Regions from separate parts of the Sus scrofa genome. Here region 2 is linked to region 1. The links are chromatin contacts, called in public promoter capture Hi-C maps. All regions are on one chromosome and are shown on one strand. The core of a region is the stretch at or near the end of the contact, and the rest is flanking DNA. Distances in the headings are between cores, read along the strand shown.

Region 1 (4,421 bases), core at 461-2,960:
AGGAACCATGAGGTTGTGGGTTCGGTCCCTGGCCTTGCTCAGTGGGCTAAGGATCTGGCGTTGCTGTGAGCTGTGGTATAGGTTGCAGATGCAGCTTGGATCCTGCATTGCTGTGCCTCTGGCGTAGGCCAGAAGCTACAGCTCCAATTGGACCCCTAGCCTGAGAACCTTCACGTGCCGAGGGAGCGGCCCAAGAAATGACAAAAAGACAAAAAAAAAAAAAAAAAAAAAAAAAAAAAAAAGGCAATGGGAAACTACTGGAGGGTTTCAGGATGTGGCTAGCAAGATCCAACAGACATTAACAACTGCACTGTAGGGGGTACAAGGAGGAAGGAGCAGGCAAATGCATCAGGAGATTTCTACCCTTGCTGAGACATGTTGGTGACTTAGAGTCAGAAGGTGACAGAGGAGATATACTTTGGAGGTAGGACTGACAGGATGTGGTGATGTGTTGGATGGGCTTGTTAGAAGTGAGAGTGAATCAAGGATGATTGCTAGGTTTTGAGCTTTGAACCTCCCGACAGTGAGCAAAGATCTTTCAGTTACGACCTATCAACCCCATACTGTACTTCCTTGTCCATCTCACTACTCTACGTCTTGAGCCTCAGGTTGTAATAGGTATTTAATAAACTTTTTTTTTTTTTTTTTTTTGCTTTTTAGGGCTGCACCTGTGGCATGTGGATGTTCCCAGGCTAGGAGTCAAATTGGAGTTGTAGCTGCCAGCCTACACCACAGCCACAGCAACGGGATCCAAGCGTCGTCTGTGACCTACACCACAGCTCACGGCAACGCTGGATCTGTGACCCACTGAGCGTGGAGGCCAGGGTTAGAAACTGCCTCCTCATGGATAATAGCTGGATTCGTTTCTGCTGTGCCACAATGGGAATTCCCTTAATAAACATTCTTGAATAACTAACTGATTGCACGTGTGAATATTTTAGCACATGGAATGGGTTCAATAAAGGTTTTCTTTTTAATTTTTTTATTGAGATAAAATTCACATAAGAGTAAACATTTTTGGAGTTCCCATCATGGCTCAGTGGAAGTGAATCTGACTAGTATCCATGAGGATGCGGGTTTGATCCCTGGCTTTGCTCAGTAGGTTGGAGATCTGGTGTTACGGTGAGCTGTGGTGTAGGTTGTAGATACTGCTCGTATGTGGGGTTGCTGTGGCTCTGGCATAGGCCAGCGGTTACAGCTCTACCCCTAGCGTGGGAAGCTCCATATGCTGCAGGCTCAGCCCTAAAAAGACAAAAAGAAAAAGTTATCATTTTTAAAGTGTACAATTCAATGGCATTTAGTACATTCACAATTTGTGCGACCATCACTTCTGTCTCGTTCCAACTTATCTTCATCACCCTCAAAGGAGATTCTGTACCCATTATCAGTCACTCCCCATTCCTTTCTCCCCCAGCCCCAGGCAACCACTAATCTGCTTTCTGACCTTTGCAGGCTGTGTGATCTGGGTCAAATTACTTAAATTCTCTGGGTAGCCTCCTCATCCTCAGAGTGGGAAAAATAAAACTAACCTTTCTAGGCTGAAGGAGAACTATTTTCTAAAGTTCCAGGTACACAGTAAGTCCCCCAAATTAATCGCCTTTCCTTACTCGCTGACCTTGACCACATCGCACTTCACTCTGGCTTCTAGGTGGCCTGGGGGCGAAGTCCACGCCCCTGCTCCGCTAGCTACAAACTACAACTCCCAGCACGCACTTCTCCCCGCCGCCTCTCCCAGCGTGGTGCGCATGCTTTGGCAGACGTGGCACCGGGAACTCGGAGGCGGGGAGCGGCTGGGAAGTGGTGGTGGCTGCTGCACCCGGCGGTGCTGTGGTCGCGGGAGCCCGAGAGGGGACCGGAGCCGACCGTGGGCAGCGGCGGCGGGGATGGCGCGGGTCGGGCCGGCGTGGTTGCTGCTGCTGGCGGTCTGGGTGAGCTGTGGCGCTGGGGTCCGGGCCGGGACTGCACGTGCGCCCGGAGTGCGGGTCCGCGCTCCCTGCTCCCGGCCCTCCCGGGATGTGCGGGGAGATAGGTGCTTTGGGGCGCTTGGGCGGGGGTGTGCGCGCCAGGCAGGCGGGGACCCGGTGGCTGTGGGGGAGGCAGGGAGGCGGCCCCGGTGCCCTCCCAGCAGAGTGCTCTGGGGCGCGAAGGTCGGAGGGAGCCGCGGAGGGAAGCCGGGGTGTGTGTGGGGGGAGCTCGGGAGGTGCTGGTGCTGCACGTACAACTTTGAGGGGGCGCAGGTCAGAGGTTGACAGCTGGTTAGGGCCGGACGCCGGCGGCTTGCGGAGGCGCCGCGCCCCACACTCCGGGCCCTGCACCTGTGTGAGTACGGGATGGGAAGGGGTGCTTGCCACCTGCACCGCCTTAAACCTTCTTTTAAGGCCACCTAGTTCTTGGTTTAGGCCCTGGGCAGCCGGTAAACTGCCAGTCACCACTTGGGCCCCCGCAGGCCAGGCTGGGTGGGGTCTGGGTGGGGTCGCCGGGAGTTCTGCTCCTTCACCCAGCTGAGGCTAGCGCGAAGGTCTGGGGGAGCCACTTTCTGTATTGTGATTTGGCATATCGTCTAATGCACTTGACTTAGTTTTCTCATCCATGAAATGGGGACGCTTTAGATACTCCCCACCACTACCCCAGAGGTTGTCAGGAGGGTCAAATGAGCAATCAGAGGAGGAAGCTCTGTAAACTGCAAATCCATGTTAGAGTAGAGACTGGGTGGGGCCGGGGTGATGGGAGCGTGGGCTCTCCCGAGGAGTTCCCTGCACTGCTGCCGCCAGAGCATCCTTGAGAGAGGTCGGAATGTGTGTGTCTACAACACCCAGGTCCCCAGGTTTGGTCTTGGTGTTGCTGTGGGTGTTGATGGAATGATATGGCCTCCTTCCTCACCTCTCCTGTAACTTCTGGTCTCCCTTATTATAGGACAATCTTGGTTCCTTTTCCCCTGAAGTTTCAGGGAACTTCCTGCTGCTGGCACTCTCTCCAATGTAGATGTTCCAGTTTTTTAGCTTATTTTAATTTTGGGGGTGTAGCAAGATGCTGGACAAAACGTGAAGAGAAAAACTGGAGTGTAGATTGAGTTGCCTTAAACGCTTCAGTCTCTCAATACCCTGCCCCTTTGGGATCACCAGTGAGGAGAGGCCCTGTATTTTCTGGTTGTCAGGAAGTGGATAGGAAAGGAAGCTCCCTGCCCCCCCTAGATCTGGCCATTCTCCCTCCTGGAGACAAGTAGGGTGGAATAGAGTGGTATCACTCCCCCGAATCTAGGTGTCTTTGATGGTCTGTTTGCATTCTCTTCCCTGGAGCCATTTGGCCAGGCAGGACTGCAGGACTGTGCAGAAGGGCCATGGCCAGGACTGTCCCTATCAGGTCTTTGCTCTTGGGCTGTTCCTACTTTCCTCTCTTGTTCTCCTCCCTTTCCCTGCTGTGGAAATAAAAGGCGTGGGAATCTGAGCTGAAAGAAGTTTCATTCAGCAAACATTTATTTATCAACTGCATTGTTTGGCTGGCACCGGGTTGGATTTTTGGGTGGAGAGCAAAACACACATTGTTCCTGCCCGCTGGTGTTGCCTTGTATTGGGCGTGGGAGTCAGTCTTGTGAGTAAATAAAGACAGAACAGCCAGTGCTGAAGCGCTGGGAGCTCCAGTGAAGGGGAGCTGTCTTTAACTTAGAGGGAGGTCCAGCCATGACTTTCCTGAGGGGTGGGTTGAGCAGTTGAGCAGGGTGAGTGTGAGTCCGATAGGCAGTTGAGGTCGCTGGTGCCCTCCACCGTGCAGTGTGGAGAGCAGGTCCGCTTGCTTAGGGCACTGGAACCTGGGAGTCCTCAGCAAGGGCTTGGTATTTTCTCCTTTCCCCAGGCCCAAGGTTGGCTTAGCAGGTATGAGCCTGAGGTGTAGGGGCAGTGGTGAGTGGCAGGTGGACACCAGGCTGGGCTTCTGTAAACTTAAACTCAATGTCTATCTGATAAAGGCTTCCCAGGTCCTGGGAGTGAATGGGGTTTCTTGGTTCACTCAGTATTTACTGAGGGCTGCTATGTGCAGAGTGCGGGGCTGTGACCCAAGGGATAGAAAGAAGCATAAAGGGGTCTACAGAGATTCATCGACAGGCGGGTGTACCCTTCGCATTTTTTGCAATAGCAAAAATATGGGATGGCTTAAATGCTTAGCAGTAGCAGCATGTTTGAATGACTTTTGTCTATACCATGGAAAGTGATGTTTATAAGGAATAGTTGAATTTACTAGAATGCTGGGTTTATTATGAAAATATTTTATGATGGCTTGTGAAGAATATCTAAAGACATGGGAAAGTACTTGAGTGGGATAATTAAGGAGAAAAGCAGAATACAAAAGGGAATCCCAGGGTGGCTGAAGATGGCCATATACATGTTTGAGGGATTAGCAATGGATCAAAAAATGTTAACAGTGATTGT
Region 2 (4,727 bases), core at 952-3,451, 46 kb before region 1:
GGAAGTTTCAAATGTATCAGTTTCTGGATCCCCAACCAACCCCAGACCATCCCCAGTCAGATTTAGCTGCCCTGGGCTGGGGCCTGGGGAATTGGTGTCTTTTCCAAAGCTTCCAGATGATTCTAATCTACAGCCAGGGTGAAAGGCAGAGAATAGTCAGGCTGAAAATCTCAGCCTCCTGGAGCTTGAGTCCAGGGTCTGCCATCTGCCAGAAGTGTAATGATTAAGTGACTTAATCTCTCTGTTTCTTAAAAATTCTCATCTTCAAAACTGGGTAATAGTAGTCCCAACCTCAGAGGGTTGCAGAGAGGATTAAGAAACATACTGCACACTTAGCACAGTGCCTGGGGCATTTTAAGAGCTCACTAGATGTTAATTATCATTGTTATCGACTGAGTTTGTATAAATTGGCAGAAAAGGAACAGATGGGTTTAACATGGCATGTGCAGATATGTTCAAAAATAAACAAATCCAAACTTTGTGACTCACGTCTCTGTCAAAACCAGAAAAGGGCCTGTGTCTTCGGAGGCATTTTCCCTTCCAGGACCTGACTTTGTACTGATTCACTCCAAAGGCCAAGAAAATACACATCAGGTGGAGGGGGGATGGGGGAGACTGGAAAAAAAACCTGAGCCCACACCATTGCATTTCTCTAAATATCATGTCTCCTCCCTTCACTGATCTGGGGAGAGTTCTGGTCACTGAACCTCTGAAGGGATGTTCTGACCGACACTGAAGGAATAGAGACAGAAAAATCAAGGGCTGCGAGGGGAAGACAGGCCATAAAGGTTAGGATTCTCCAGACTGGAAAAGGATGCGATGGAAAGCAGTACACTCATCAATAACCAGGAGAGGGTGAACCAGGACTCATTCAACCCAGACACTTGCCTGAGGGGGAGATGAACGAGGAACACTTAGAACAAAGAAAAGAAATGGGTAATAAACTCGTGAAACACGTTACTCCCAGATGTAGTACATGAGGGAAATGGAGATGAATCCACCAAGGGTCTGGACAAACTATGTCAGAAATGTAAATGGACATTACATTTACACTGGCTCAGTGGTTAACCAGCCCGACTAGGCTCCATGAGGACGCGGGTTCGATCCCTGGCCTTGCTACGTGGGTTAATGATCTGGTGGTGTCGTGAGCTGGGGTGTAGGTTGCACACGTGGCTTGGATCTGGCGTGGCTGTGGCTATGGTGTAGGCCGGCAGCTGCAGCTCCAATTCGACCCCTAGCCTGGGAACCTCCATATGCTGTGCATATGGCCCTAACAAAAAAAACCAAAAAAACCAGAAATGTACATGGTTGCCCCTGGGGAACTGTCATATGCGCACCTTGAAAGTCAGCCTTGGTGAAGGCGGTGGGCACAGTCTTTCCAACAAGGGACTGGGGAGATGGCGCTTCTGCACATTCCTATTTTCTTAGTGCCCCTAGGGAGGGATTTGGCTAAGGGTCAGGAATGCATGTGAGCGTGCTATGTTCAGGGACAGGGGAAAAAACTGGCTTGGCTGGAGTCAACAGGCCATGCCAGGAAGTGAAGGGGCTTTGTCTGGATATGCATGGCCGGGTTGGATTATCAAGGGTACTCAGAACCATTGCTGAGGGGCTGAAATTCGTCCAAAAATCACAGAATGTTGTAGCTTTTCTAGCTGAAGCCCTTCTTTTTGTCTTTCTTTCTTTCTTTTTTCTTCCTTTTTTTTTTTTTTTTAAGGGCCAAACCAGCAGCGTGTGGAGGTTCCCAGGCTAGGGGTCCAACCGGAGCTGTAGCCACTGGTCTACACCAGAGCCACAGCAACGCGGATCCAAGCTATGTCTGCGACCTACACATAGCTCACAGCAATGCTGGATCCTTAACCCACTGAGTGAGGCCAGGGATCGAACCTACAACCTCATGGTTCCTAGTCGGATTCCACTGCACCACTGCACCACAAAGGGAACTCCAAAGTCCTTCTTTTAAAGGATGAAAAATTCAAGATAAATTAACTCACCCGAGATCCTGTAATGCATTCACAGCAGGGCAGAGGTGGGAATCCTGAGGTTTTGCACTACGCCACGCAGAGGATAGGGTCTGAAAGGACTTTGGAGAAAGACTATTCCTAAATCAACAACCTCGAGCAAGTGTCTTAACTCCTTGGAGCTGCTGTGGAATGACTTGGCATAAGCCTCTCCAGGCCACATTAGCCTGGGGGTAGAAATAGAGACTTGGCAGAAGTCACAAGCTGTATTTCACGTGCTCCGTGTCCATTAGTTCTGTGGGAATTTAGCTTTCCCCAGAGTCCTCCCAGTTGGACCTTGCACCCCAGCACGGATCTCAGCCAAGACCAGGACCCAAGTCCTGCCCTTGTTTATCCCTCCTTCTCGCTTTAGCTCTTTGGGTTAATGTCCTCAGCCTCTCCCAATGTCCCCTTTGAGAGCCCTTCTGGTGTCCAACAATATCTCCAAGGCAAGTGTTCTGAGGTTTGTGTAGAAAACATTGTCTCCCAGGGTGCAGAAACCACGGGCCTCAGTTTTCTTGTTTTTCCTCTCACTGTCTTTTCTTGTTTCTTTTTTTCTTTCCCTCCTTTGGCTGAGGCAGGGGACTTGTGGAAGTTCCCATGCCAGGGAGCGAACCACAGCAGCGACGTGAACCTTTTCTGTGACAATGCCAGATCCTTAACCCGCTGTGCCACAAGAAAACTCCCCTGTTGTTTCTTTCTCTCTCTCTCTTTTTTTTTTTTTTTTTGTCTTTTGTCCTTTCTAGGGCTGCACCCACGACGTATAGAGGTTCCCAGGCTAGGGGCCTAATCAGAGCTGTAGCCACCGGCCTATGCCAGAGCCACAGCAACGCCAGATCTGAGCCACGTCTGAGACCTACACCACAGCTCACGGCAACGGCGGATCCTTAAGCCTCTGAGCGAGGCCAGACATCAAACCCAAACCTCATGGTTCCTGGTCGGATTCGTTTCAGTGGCACTGCCACAGGAACTCCCCTATGGATTCTTGAACAGGGAAGTGAAGTCATTTTTGTGTTTGTTTACTCTATGTCGAAGCTGTCCTGCCTTAGGACTGCAGTCCGGGTCAGAGAACAGGCTGAGTGGTATACTCGCTGCTGCACTCAGAATTGGCCCTCTCCTCTGAAACTGGTTCATTGCCCTCAGATTTCTCCCAGCAGTGTCCCTTGTGCTAACAGTGTTGGATACATTGCAAATAAATATTTGTTGTTGAACAATGGGCAGATTTCTCTCTTCCAGTGGATTCTTTCTTCAAACTCAGAAAACTTATTTTTTTTCCTCCAGAGTTCCTGTTGTGACTCAGTGGTAACACACCCAACTAGTATCCACGAGGACTCAGGTTCGACCCCTGGCCTTGCTCACTGGGTTAAGGATCTGGCACTGCCATGAAGTTATGGTGCAGGTTATAGCTGCTGCTCAGATCCTGCATTGCTGTGGCTGTGGTTTGACCAGCAGCTTCAGCTCCAATTGACCCTTAGTCTGGAAATTTCCACATGCCAAGGGTGCAGTCCTAAAAAAACAAAAGCAAAAAAACAAACCAAAAAAAAAAAAAAAAAAAAAAGGAAGCAAGGAAAGAAAAGAAAATTATTTTTTCCTCAGGAGGCTCAAACCAGTCCTTGCATCCTTGTCCTTATTATTCTCCCTATAGCTTCCAGATGGGCTTGTCTGAACCATAGGGTAAACATGGCTTAGGCTCCAACTAGGATCCTGTAAATCTAGGATGCAGGCAGTGAAATAATGTAAATAAACGGGTCCAGCATGGAGCCTGGGATATCACAGATTACTCAACACCATCATGCCTTTTCTTTCTCTTGCCTAACTAGGATCACTGGCTCAGAAGGGGGGAAACCATCAAAGACTTCACACAAAGAAATTGATTCGAAATGAAAGCAATTTGGAGTCAGGAAAATTATGGTGCAGCCACATCTGGCATAATGTGGGTAGTTCTACGCACTGAACCTTAAAAGATTACGAGGATTTTATTTATTACAATTTTGCTTTAGACCTCATCTATTTCCAAAGAGAATTAAAGGCAGGTTAAAAAAAAGTTAGAAAAGAAGCACGTTTAAGAAAAAGAAAGATAAGAAAAATAAATATATCCACCGGTTGGTCAGGTTCGTGTGATTAAAGAATGGAGAATAGAAAGTGAAGGTGGGTGGAGGCGGAGATTGTCTGTGGGAAGAGTGACAGGTCGCCAGAAGCAGGGCCGGGTGGCTGGGAAGGGCAGAGACGGTTGTCAGTGGATGAACATGTCACGGGCGGGTGTGTTTGGGCTGGAAACAAAGAGGGACATTCGTGGGAGTTCCTGGGTGAAGGGGGAGTGCTTGGTGTTTCTTTAATCATTCTAAGAAGAAAGTAGAAAGTTGGTTAAAAGAGATACATTGAGAGATTTGAACTTGGAAATGAAAAATAGTATGGCTTTGAAGGAAGTAACTTGTTCAGATGAGGCAGAATGCTAATTGAGATACTAACCTCTGTGTTTTTTCTTTTTTCTTTCTTTCTTTTTTTATTTATTTATTTTTTTTTTTTGCCTTTTGTCTCTTTAGGGCCGCACCCACGGCACATGGAGGTTCCCAGGCTAGGGGTCTAATGGGAGCTGTAGCTGCCAGGCTACACCAGAGCCACAGCAATGCAGAATCCAAGCCGCGTCTGCGACCTATACCACAGCTCATGGCAATGCCAGATCCTTAAGCTACGGAGCAAGGCCAGGGATAGAACCTGAAACCTCACGGT

Evidence for each region. Promoter capture Hi-C pulls out the DNA fragments that hold promoters and counts their contacts.
Region 2: a contact with region 1 is called in a promoter capture Hi-C map of liver, with 4 times the contacts expected there. The contact joins the promoter of SEMA5B here to the promoter of PDIA5 in region 1. A contact is called at or near these places in 1 of 5 promoter capture datasets (liver) and 4 of 47 Hi-C or Micro-C datasets (liver and skeletal muscle).

What each region holds. Positions count from the first base shown.
Region 1 is chr13:137,395,754-137,400,174 of Sscrofa11.1, reverse strand. PDIA5 (protein disulfide-isomerase A5) reads left to right here and starts at 1,710. Exons shown (of 17, transcript XM_003132633.5): 1 at 1,710-1,928. The coding sequence starts at 1,746.
Region 2 is chr13:137,441,456-137,446,182 of Sscrofa11.1, reverse strand. It overlaps SEMA5B (semaphorin-5B), which reads right to left and starts at 2,201. Exons shown (of 22, transcript XM_021070255.1): 1 at 1,992-2,201.